2 separate regions of the Mus musculus genome follow, and region 2 is linked to region 1. Evidence: chromatin contacts called from public Hi-C data. All regions are on one chromosome and are shown on one strand. The core of a region is the stretch at or near the end of the contact, and the rest is flanking DNA. Distances in the headings are between cores, read along the strand shown. Region 1 overlaps Auts2 (autism susceptibility candidate 2). Region 2 overlaps Auts2 (autism susceptibility candidate 2).

The links. A called contact is a pair of places that touch in the nucleus more often than the background predicts.
Region 2: a contact with region 1 is called in a Hi-C map of the N1E-115 cell line, with 4 times the contacts expected there. The contact joins two enhancer-like sites. A contact is called at or near these places in 4 of 484 Hi-C or Micro-C datasets (the N1E-115 cell line, embryonic fibroblasts, embryonic stem cells and 1 more).

What each region holds. Positions count from the first base shown.
Region 1 is chr5:131,913,894-131,919,160 of GRCm38.p6, reverse strand. All of the region lies in intron 4 of Auts2 (autism susceptibility candidate 2), which reads left to right. Among named protein-coding and RNA genes, the nearest start is that of 4930563F08Rik, 36 kb to the right of the region's middle. Within about 2 kb of position 1,985, at least 11 of the 459 cell types and tissues checked have an H3K27ac peak or open chromatin away from gene starts, as enhancers often do. A contact at or near this core is called in the N1E-115 cell line, where this site is marked.
Region 2 is chr5:132,071,447-132,076,797 of GRCm38.p6, reverse strand. The region is part of intron 2 of Auts2 (autism susceptibility candidate 2); the gene reads left to right. Among named protein-coding and RNA genes, the nearest start is that of 4930563F08Rik, 190 kb to the right of the region's middle. Within about 2 kb of position 1,962, at least 101 of the 459 cell types and tissues checked have an H3K27ac peak or open chromatin away from gene starts, as enhancers often do. A contact at or near this core is called in the N1E-115 cell line, where this site is marked.

The DNA.
Region 1 (5,267 bases), core at 736-3,235:
CTGTCTGTCTGTCTGTCTGTCTGTCTCTGTGTCTGTCTCTCTGTATCTGTCTCTCTGTTTCTCTCTCCCTCTCTCTCTCTCTCTGTCTCTCTCTCTCTCTCTCTCTCTCTCTCTCTCTCTGTGTGTGTGTGTGTGTGTGTGTGTGTGTGTGTCTTTTGTGCCACATGTCCAGCCAGAGGTCAATGTTAGCTGGCCTGGATGGGCTCTCTCACTGAACCTGAAGCTCACTGGTTATCTGGAGTGACGAGTAATTCGGCTTCTCCCCATCCTGACCCTACTGTCATTACCATTTATTCCCAAATATATACTATAATTTACTTGTCAGCCCTATATAATAATATATAAACTCCACAATGTATTTGTAAAAAGACACAGAAGCACATCAGGTTGTTCTCTGTCCTCGCCTCTTCCTAATCATGATGGTTCTTTGAAATACCTTCTTTAAGCTAGCTTGGTTATCATGAATGTAACCAATGTCTGCTATGTTGGTCTAATGCTCCAGAAAAATGAGTATGGCAGACTTCTCCCCAGGAACACTTAAACTAGGCATTGACTTCTTCACAGAGGATATGCAATTGGTTTTAGCTTTTAAAGGGTGAGTAAGAGGACCCTAGAAGGACTGAGCAGAACTCTCAAGACTAAGACTACAGCATGGGGAACTTGGAGTGGTCTCGTTCACCAGTCTCAAGGAACAGCCAGTTGTAAGTCAGTAGTCTGCGTTTCAAAATGATGGGATGAGATTAGCAGTGGCTTGATGAGAAGACCTTTATCAGAGACCCTAGGGGGTTAAGACAGTTCCACTTGGGCAGCCTGGACCCTCTGAAGGAGCTACAGCTGGAAGGTGCTCTGGGGTGATTGGCCCTTCTCCTGTGGGGAAGGATTTCTTGGAAAAGGGATGGAGAATTGAGTCAGGGGGTGTGTCAAGTAACATTTCAAGAGCCGCCTAACTTCTTCTGCCCCTCAGACTACTTACTAACTAGCAGGCATCCAGATGAGCCATGCTTCTGAGAGGCAGGCCTTTGAGCCAACATCCCAACGATTCTTTGAGTTAATGAGAGGGTGCGTGGAGGGAGGGCGAGCATCCTTACCCTGCTCATCTTTTTAAAGAATTGTGTTGGGCTCTAGTGCAGACACAGGCCCTTCAGCACCCTTTCCCTGAGTGCTGGACAGGCAGCTGCTTGCAGATGAGAGATGAGAAGGACTCTTCCTTGGGCAGGGAGAAGGCAGCGGGACCCTCATGCCAGTTGCTGTTCCCAAACGTAGCCTCTCCTGAGAAGTGCCCTTAGCCTCCTTGTGTCTTCTCTCTTGCCTGGCTTACCTCCAAGCAGTCAAGCTCTGAGGCATTGTGGGCCTTTCCTTTTTTCCTGTCATTTACTTGAAGATTCGGATTTGCTTTGAGAGCTTTAAGAATTACAACATGGCAGGAAAAAGAAAAAGAAAAAGAAAAAGAAAAAGAAGAAGAAGAATAAAGAGAACCTCGTGCATTTGTCTTTGGAAACAGTCCACTTTAATTGCACCTTCCCTTTTGTCCTCCCTACCCCCAAGCCTTACAAGTTTTTGATGTCTATTCATTATTACAGGGACTTGTAGAAAAGGCAGAATCTATCTCCCTTATCAGCAGCCATACCTTTTCCCCCTCCTCCCCTTTACATTCTCTCCTTATCACTTGCAATTGGTTATTTCTGGGGTATTATTACTGTAGTTACCTCAAGGAAATTGATTAAAAAAATACCATGACAATTTCAAACAACAGAATTATTGTAGTGTTTTTTTTTTAAACATTGCTCTGCATCAGTACAGGATTTGTTATTCGTCCCTGGTTATTGTAGAAATACTCATTAAAAGCATTTCCCTCCAGAGCTGAATCGTGCCTTTCCCATCAGCCACTGTTTCTTTGAATGGGCTTGCCCTGGTCTTTCATCAGAGAAACACATCACCCATTTCCCGTCTTAAAAAACAGCAATTATGTGGAAATACCTCCTGATTTATTCGAGCCAGGGCCACTGGCCAGTGTGAGTCAGTACAATTTATTGCCAACTGTCACTTTTACATGATAGGTCTGTAACAAATACCTGCCGCATATTGTTAAATTAATCTTCCATTTAAAATTAATGGAGTTAGACTCCCCAGGTTCAATGTAATTTCGTGTTCACGGGCAGGGAAGGACTCACACTGCATACAGAATGAGATGAGGCCCAACGCCCTAATCTTTCATCACCTTGAACTCGAAGACTAGGACATGTCTCAGCATCGACTAATGAGATGGAGACCGAGTCTCTCCTGAGGACGCTGGCTCAAAGAGGCTTTTCTGCCCAGAAATAGCAGGCTCCATCTTATTTTAATAATTCCTCAGATATGACAAGTCTGATGTTGTGTGTGAAAGAGCCAGGCTTGGAAAAGAAATAAAATGAATTTTATATCATTACTTCAAAGCTGAAGTCAGAGGAAGTATGTTGCAATAATAATAATAATAATAATAATAATAACAACAACAATAATAATACAGGATGTGTTTTAGTTATAAAATACAGTAAGGAGGTGTCTCATTTTCATTCATTGGAAGGCACAGTCACCTTAGATTTTTCTACTGTATTCTTGCACCCATTCATACATTAATCAAAATAATGTGAATGAAAACAGGAACGTGTTCAATAAACATGTAGATGAATATATCAGACAGAAGGTGTCACTCTTGATGGGCTGTGTCACAAAGAACCCCTGAAAGGCTCATTGCTCTTTTTTGTGATTTTGTTTTTCCTGAGACAGGGTTTGTTTTTCTTCTATGTAACAGCCCTGGTTGTCCTAGAACTCGCTTTGTAGACCAGGCTGGCCTCAAACTCACTGACACTCTGATTGTTGTCTGCTGGGATTAAAGACGTGGCATCTTTGGAGAAGATCTCTCTCCCCAGTTACTCAGAGTGACAACTGTTTTCTGTAGAATAAATGGCTAACGCAGATGATGCCAAACTGGGTTCTGTGTGAGTGTGTGGTGTATGTACTCACTCACAGATACGCACGTGTGTGTGTGTGTGTATGCAGGTGTCTACACTCGTGTAAACCTATTTTCATGCATGTGTGTATAGTATACACACATAGGGACCAGAGGATAAACCCTAGTGCTGTTCCTCAGGCATCACCATCCTTGGTTTTATTTTTGAGTCAGGGTTTCTCCACAGCTAGAACTCCAGTAGTAGGCTGGGTGACAGGTAGCCAGTCCCCGCTGCGCCTTCCTAGTGCTGGAGTTATAAGCACCTGCCACCACATCCTGCCTTTCCCCCTCCCCCACCCCCACCCCCTCCACATGGATTCTAGGAATCAAACTGAGATTCTCATGCTTGGGAGGAAAGTAACTGAGCCATCTCCATAGCTCACCTTTAATTTCTTAATCATTTAAGCAAACTGAGTGGCTTTTATGTCTCATGGAGAAGCGCTAACAGTGGGTCTCTGCTTTTACACATGGTTGTAGCCCTGGCAGCCTAAGGTGTCTGTTCCTGAATTCTTAGGGAATATGGAACACCAGGGACCATTGGATCTTTTCTTCAGTCTAAAATGGATGCTAGGGAATATTCAAAGTAGATTCTTTTAAAGACAAGCAGTAAAGGCAGTGGAAGGGCACGGTGAGGTAAGCCCTCCGCCTCTGTTGCTTTCTCTGAGTTGAGGTCTGCTTTGTATTACTTCTGATTGTCTCAGACAGGACTTCTGAGTGTGGACAGGGCGTGAGAGATCTGACTGATAATGATGCCACATGTGATCAGTTCTAAAGGATGGATGTCTGTGATGGTTGAATAACAATGCAAAAAACACTTAAAGCCATTGATTGTGTACTTAAGTGTGGTTAGTGTGATAAAATGATATGTAAGTTTTACCACACCCAAGCACACATACACACACACAGGTACATAGGCAGATACATATTCATACATGTGTACACAGATGCACACATATGCACATGCCACCCATCTACACATACATGCACATATACCTGCATACATATATGTATCATAGATATATATACAGTTAAACAAACCACAGAAATATATACATACATACACACAGAGACACAAACACACAACCCACATACACATTCCTTTGTACATGAAAACACTTCCAGACATCAGGGTCTTCGTCCTTTCCTTCGACGCATACAGCTGGCATTTGACTAGTCCCATATCCACTTTAGACTGATGTTTTTGAATCTGACATCTTTTCCCTTTCTCATTTCATTTTTCCCCCTGACATTTGAGTACCTTCCATATGAAACTTATTGGAGATTGAAATTGCTCACAGCCAAAGAGGCATTTTCATGAGGTACTTCTAAGAATACAAATATGACATATTCGATAAAATGCCTAGAGAGTATTAAGGGCAATATAAAATCATCTCATATTTGTAGAAACATAAAAATAATTATTATTTCACTTAAGTTATTTTATATTCTTTCTTTTCTTTATACTCTTTCTTTGTAACAAACTCATTCAACTATTTATTTTTATTAAGATGTTTATTGATTTGTAATTTAAATTATGAATGTGCATATATTTCTCTCTCTGTGTATGTGTGTGTGTGTGTGTGTGTGTGTGTGTGTGTGTGTGTGTGTGTATTGTGTGTATGTATACAAGTAATCACAAAAGCCAGAAGAAGATATCTGATCCACTGGAGCTAGAATTGCAAGCACTTGTGAGCCACACATTTTGGGTGCTAGGGTCTGAACTTGAGTCCTCTGGAAGAGCAATACACATTTTTAAACACAGAGCTATTTCCCCAGACTCTTCATTTAAAAATTTCATTTATTTATGAATAAACTTATGTATTTTGTTTAGCGGGGAGTAACACACTTGCTATGTCTTGTGTATGGAGCTCAAAGGACAACTTGCCAGAGTCAGCTTTCTCCTTCTACCATGTGAGTCTCAGGAAAAGAACTTAGGTCATCATGACTGATGACAAGCACCTTACCTGCTGAGCATCTTGTCAGCCAGCCCAGGCTGACCTAAGACTCCCTATGTAGCTGAACATGACCTTGAACTTTTGATCCTCCTTCCTCTACCTTCCAAATGGCAGGGTCATGAAGGTATGTCTGGCATCAGGCTCCTCCTTGGGAGAGGGTTGCTGATGTGGTATAGTTTCCGTCAAATGAGAGAGAATTTGTTAAAACTCAAAAGTGTTCCGGTGGAATTTGCTTTCCTTTCTGTCTTTTCGAATTGTATTGACAATAATGTGTTTAATCTGAGTCCTGGGGCTCTGCACACTTTTTAGTAAGCCCCTTCCTC
Region 2 (5,351 bases), core at 713-3,212, 160 kb before region 1:
GAAGCTATGCCAGTGCCTGGCAAATACAGAAGTGGATGCTCACAGTCATCTATAGGATGGAATACAGGGCCCCCAATGGAGGAGCTAGAGAAAGTACCCAAGGAGCTGAAGGGGTCTGCAACCCTATAGATGGAACAACATTATGAACTAACCAGTACCCCCAGAGCTGATATCTCTAGCAGCATATATTGCAGAAGATGGCCTAGTCGGCCATCATTGGGAAGAGAAGCCCCTTGGTCTTGCAAACTTTATATGCCAGGGGAATGCCAGGGCCAAGAAGCGGGAGTGGGTGGGTAGGGGAGCAGGGCATGGGGAGGGTATAGGGAACTTTCGGGATAGTATTTGAAATGTAAATAAAGAAAATATCTAAGAAAAAAAAGAAAAAAAGAATAGAATGTGACTTGAACACAGGCTCCTTTTTATATTTACACTCTGTTCTTCAGAGAGCTTTCCTGCCTAATTTTTTTGTTGTTGTTGTTTTTAATAGAAGCTTAGGGTTTAAAACCTTTTCTTTTGTAGTCTTTAAACCAAAGATTTAAAAAAATACATGTGTATGTATGTGAGTATGTGAACGTATGAGTGTGAGCATCAGGCAGGCCATGTGTACTATGTCTGGAAGGCATCTTGGTGCCATGTAGCTGGAGCTATTGGCAGGCCTAAGCTGCCCCACATGGATGCTAGCAACCAAAATCTGGTCTTCTGGAAGAGCTGTAAGCGTTCTTAACCACAAAACTCTATTTCCAGCCCTTATACTCAGGATTTTCAAATTTCTTACCTTACCCTTGTCAGTGATGTGAGGGATAAATTATCTTCCAGCTGTAGATGGTGACCTCTTTATTGGGGGGGGGGGCATTCAGTGGCACAGCCAAGTTCTCAGGTCTGAGCCAGCACCGAGCTTATTAAAAGTCGATCTGGTGTTTTCCAGTGTTGGGTTCATATGAAGGCTCTTGTCTCTTGCTGAGAGAGATAGTGATCTACTCTTACTCAGTCCTGTAATTTGCTATGGTGATATACAATGGACAGTCAAGAGCCTTAAATATGGTCTGCTGTCTCTCAAGTTGAGGGTATTATTTTCTTAATCTTATTAATATTTTGTCACAGTTAGAACAAACTCAATGGGGCAGCAGTCAGATCTCCCAAATTATAAGAGCATGCCAGTTGTATGTTCTTAACTAAGAAGATGGTGTTTTAAAAACATCATCTCCCCAAAACAATTTAAAAAAAAAAAAAACCTTTCCCCTTTTAATAACTGTTCTTGGAGAGATGAATGGCAGTCTGTGCCGCAGCTCACACCTCTCACATTAGGCATATTTCAGCCATAAACTTAATTATGACAGGAATTTTCAAACGACTCCACCTTTTTCCCTCTCCTGCACTCAGTCTGAGAGGGATACCACACTCTATTTCTGAGCTGATAAAAATCCTCTTTCTGAAAGCATTTATTATATTACAGCCTCACATGAGCCGAGCTCTATCCTCACCCTGCGTTAAGTGTCTGCGGTAGATTTCATTACAACCATATACTGGAAGTCCTGCCAGTATCCTGGCAGCAGAGTCCTAGTGGAAAATAAATGGCAATAAAAAAGAGAAATGATAGCCTGTGTGAGCGACGAGGAGCACAGCTTTATTGAGACTGGACAACCCCAGAGTAGTGACTTGGCATGCAAACACGAGCTTAAGAGAGAGTGAGTGAAAGTTGATATTGGAATAACGACTCCGCAGCCCAGACATGGGAATAATTTAATTAATTGCACTGAAATTTCTTTGATGAATAGTTATGCGGTGCTAAGCGTGGGGTCGAACAACAGAATGAGTCTCAGCTTTTTAATGGGCTAGCGCAGCTGCAGCTTTGGATGCCTTCCCACTTTATTTTTGCCTGCAGCTCTCCACAGCTCATCCGTGTCTCTCCAGCTAAGCGCGCCGCTCCCGGAGCTCCCTCTCCATGCATTCTGCAGAATTCTGCAGAGCCAGAGCCAGAGCCAGAGCAAGATGACTGAGTGCATTTGGCCGAGGGAAGCCACTGGCTGGTGACTGCTTTGAAATGAAAACCAGATCAAAAGGGGAGGGGCGGGGGCTGAGGGGGGCTGGCAAAAATTGTCGGTTGGTTTTTCTCGGGATGGAAACCTGCGCCTCATCACCCCACCCTCCTCAAATCTCTAGGATGCTTTTACAGAGTCTTTGCTGTTAAGTTGTATAAAGATTTTAATAAAAATGTCTTGTCCCTGGAGAAGGAGGCCGGCTTTTGTTGTCAGAGAGCTGGAGGGAAAAGAGCAGTGCGGCCCAGCTGGAGCTGGGGCATTAATCCCAGGATTCCTAGCCGGTATTTTCAGACAGATCAATTACTTACGGCTGTAACCAATCTCTCTCCGCTCCCTCGCTGTGCTGAGCTCGCTTGGCAGACTTGGCAGCTGACATAACCTTCCAACTTGACAGGACCGCAGCTGCCAATCTCTTTGGGGTCTGCTGGCCCCTCCATCTTTGAGGTTATACAAATGAGCCGTTAAATAAAAATCAAAAGTCAAAAGTTATGGGTGGTAACTTCTTCATGGCTCAGTCACACCCACAGATCCAGGCAACAGTTCTAGATGGACTCAGAATAAATAAATAAAAAGTCAAGATGAACGATCCCGCTGTGTCGCTTTCTTCACTGTGATGGCCAGCCCTCTATAAGAGAGAAAAAATCTCTCTCCAGAGTGAAGAAATTATCCACAGTGGATGCATTTCTTATCAGCTTCTAGGTTGAAAGATGAACTCCAAAGTGGAGAGGAAGGAGATTAGGAGGAGACAAGAAGGGCAGATACAGGTGAGCCGTGTCTAATGCTTTTCACACCGGGTGAGTCACCCGTCTTCAGCTGCTAGGCCGCCTGGGCTCAAGGCCAAGAGATGTCAGATCAGAAAAGAAGTGACCCTCGCTAACACACAGGTGGTGTAGAACATGTACTCTGTTTATAGAGTGTTTCAGCATGAGAATATAGCACTTCTGTGACAGAGCAAAATTGATGGTCTCTGAAGACTGCCCCCAGAATTTATTTAGTGTCGGCAGGTCTCAGTCCTTCTGAACTGGGCCCTTCACAGCTGTGTCAAGCCCACACAGCCCTCCTAGAGGAAGTACTTAGGGGCCAGATACAGGAAACCTTAGGGTCCCTTTGTGATTTCACTCACTAGACGCACAGATGTGCAGCTCCATCTTTTCAGAAGGTCTCAGGTAGCTAAAGCCGGACTTGAACTTTCTGTGTAGGCAAGGATGATTCTCAACCTCTGACCCTCACCTTTGACCCTCTTTTCTCTTTTTTTCTTACTCTTGTTGTTGAGGTGGGTTTATGTGGTGCTGGGAATGGAACCTCATGCATGCCAAGCAAACACTACCATATAGCTCTGGCCTTTTCTCCCTGTCCTTGTCCTCCTCCTTCCCCCACCTCTCCTTTTCCTTTGTGCTTCCATGACTCCCACCTCTCTCTTGTAGTATTCTGTGAAGACTTCTAATTCTCCCTTCAACAGCTACCATGGAAACTTTCAAGATAAGTAGGAGGAAATGTGGCCCTGGACACAGCAGAAATGGTTTTGTGTGTGTCCTAGGGAAGCATGCATATTCCCCTATCCCCTCTGTGTCTGTCTGTCAGTTACATATTGCTCCATGTTTCAGAAACCTTCTGTTATGTGGGACACATTACTGGTGTCCCTTTGGAAGAGGTATTCATGAACCCTGTTAACAATTAAGCAAGTCTGTCCCTGCTGGCACAGGCTGGTAAACACTATCTCCTGTGGGCTTTTATTTCTTTGGATAGATTCTAACAAGGCAAAAGAAACACAAAGAACACAATTTGTTTCATTTGAATGTTTCAAACCTGAGTCTATTCCCCTGTTCTTTCTCGGATCTCCTGCACATCCCCAAAGGAGTGCTATATACCACAGGTGAGGAGGCGTGCTGGCATCCCACCTCAGCCCTTTGCTTCAGACACTGCTTGTGGACCTGCATTTTGTGATGATTGGTTAAGCAGTGTGGAAAAGTGTCACTGGTAGCCGTGCATGACAGTACCCCATCCTCAGAGCTTGCCAGCAATTGAAACTTTTAGAGAGAGTCAGGAATAAAGGGGAGGTGAGATTTACAGTGAGCTCAAGTTGCTTTTTTTTCCTCCTTGGAATGTTGCCTGCCTTATTAGGAGTTCTTTAGTGAGACAAAATGCAGTGGTAGCTTAGCGAAATTATGGCTCCTTTCCAACTGCCTGGGGGGAAGGAAGGGGCTTAGGAGTCTGTAAGCCTTCTCCCCTGGTTGCAGTTAGGAAAGCCAGTTGACAGTGTAATAGGCTTTTGAAAGTGGGTGCAATGGTTTGTGCGTTCTGTTTGATGTTGCAAATACCAAGCCCCCAGGGAGATCTACAAAGAGGATATTCTGTTCTTAGGGAAAAGAGATTAACCTGAAACGTGAACGGAAAAGCTTCCCCAGTTCTCAACAAGTTAGGTACAGCAAAGGAACCCTCCTGTGCACTGCGGCAGAGACAGCATCTGGCTTGCTGCCTGCTGTACACAGGCAGCGGGCTGGGCAAATAATTTTTAATGATTTTGATTCATGAAAGGTGATTGCCAGTAATCGTAAAAGGATTAGATTGCAGATTAGGGATATGTTTGCTCATATATGTTCATGCACCTACGACTTTCTTTGCAGGCATGTGCAGAATCACATACTCAACACCATCTTACAATTGTGTGCATTTTCTGGAACCTGCCTTAAGTTCCCTTTATTCCTGATCAGGGTCATGTTACAGATCCATTAGGTGAGAGCTGTAATTTAGGAGATATACTGTGCCAGTTCACTTGGGAAGCCAGAGCCAGACACGGGACTGTGTACATTCATTCAACAGACATTTTAAAGCATGTACTCTTTTCCAGCACTCTGGTAGGCACTGCAGGAGATCAGCCTTAAAAGAAAAAGAGATGGCCAGCAGGAAGTCTCAGCAGGGAAAGAAAGAACTTGCCGCCTAATGTCATGATCTGAGTTTGATCTCCAGAGTCCACAGGGTACAAGGAGAGAACAGCCACTTGAAAGTTGTTTTCTGACCCTGTGTATGTGCATCTTGAAGTGAATGCGACATTTCCCTCTTATCAGAAATAAATTCGATAAAAATAGTTTTGTTTTGTTTTTTAAAAAAGAGAGACAAGAAAAGTACTCTTTGCTGTGCTGGAGGGAGAGGCAAGAACAAGTAAAACTAATTATCCGCCTACAAGTTTCACATTGTCCTGTGTTCAACAAGAACTTACTGTGTTCCTGTACATGCTCTTAACTCAATTTGTAATCGCGTTATCAAGTAATCAAAACCTGTCTTCATTTCTATTCAAATTAGTGGCTTGCTGTT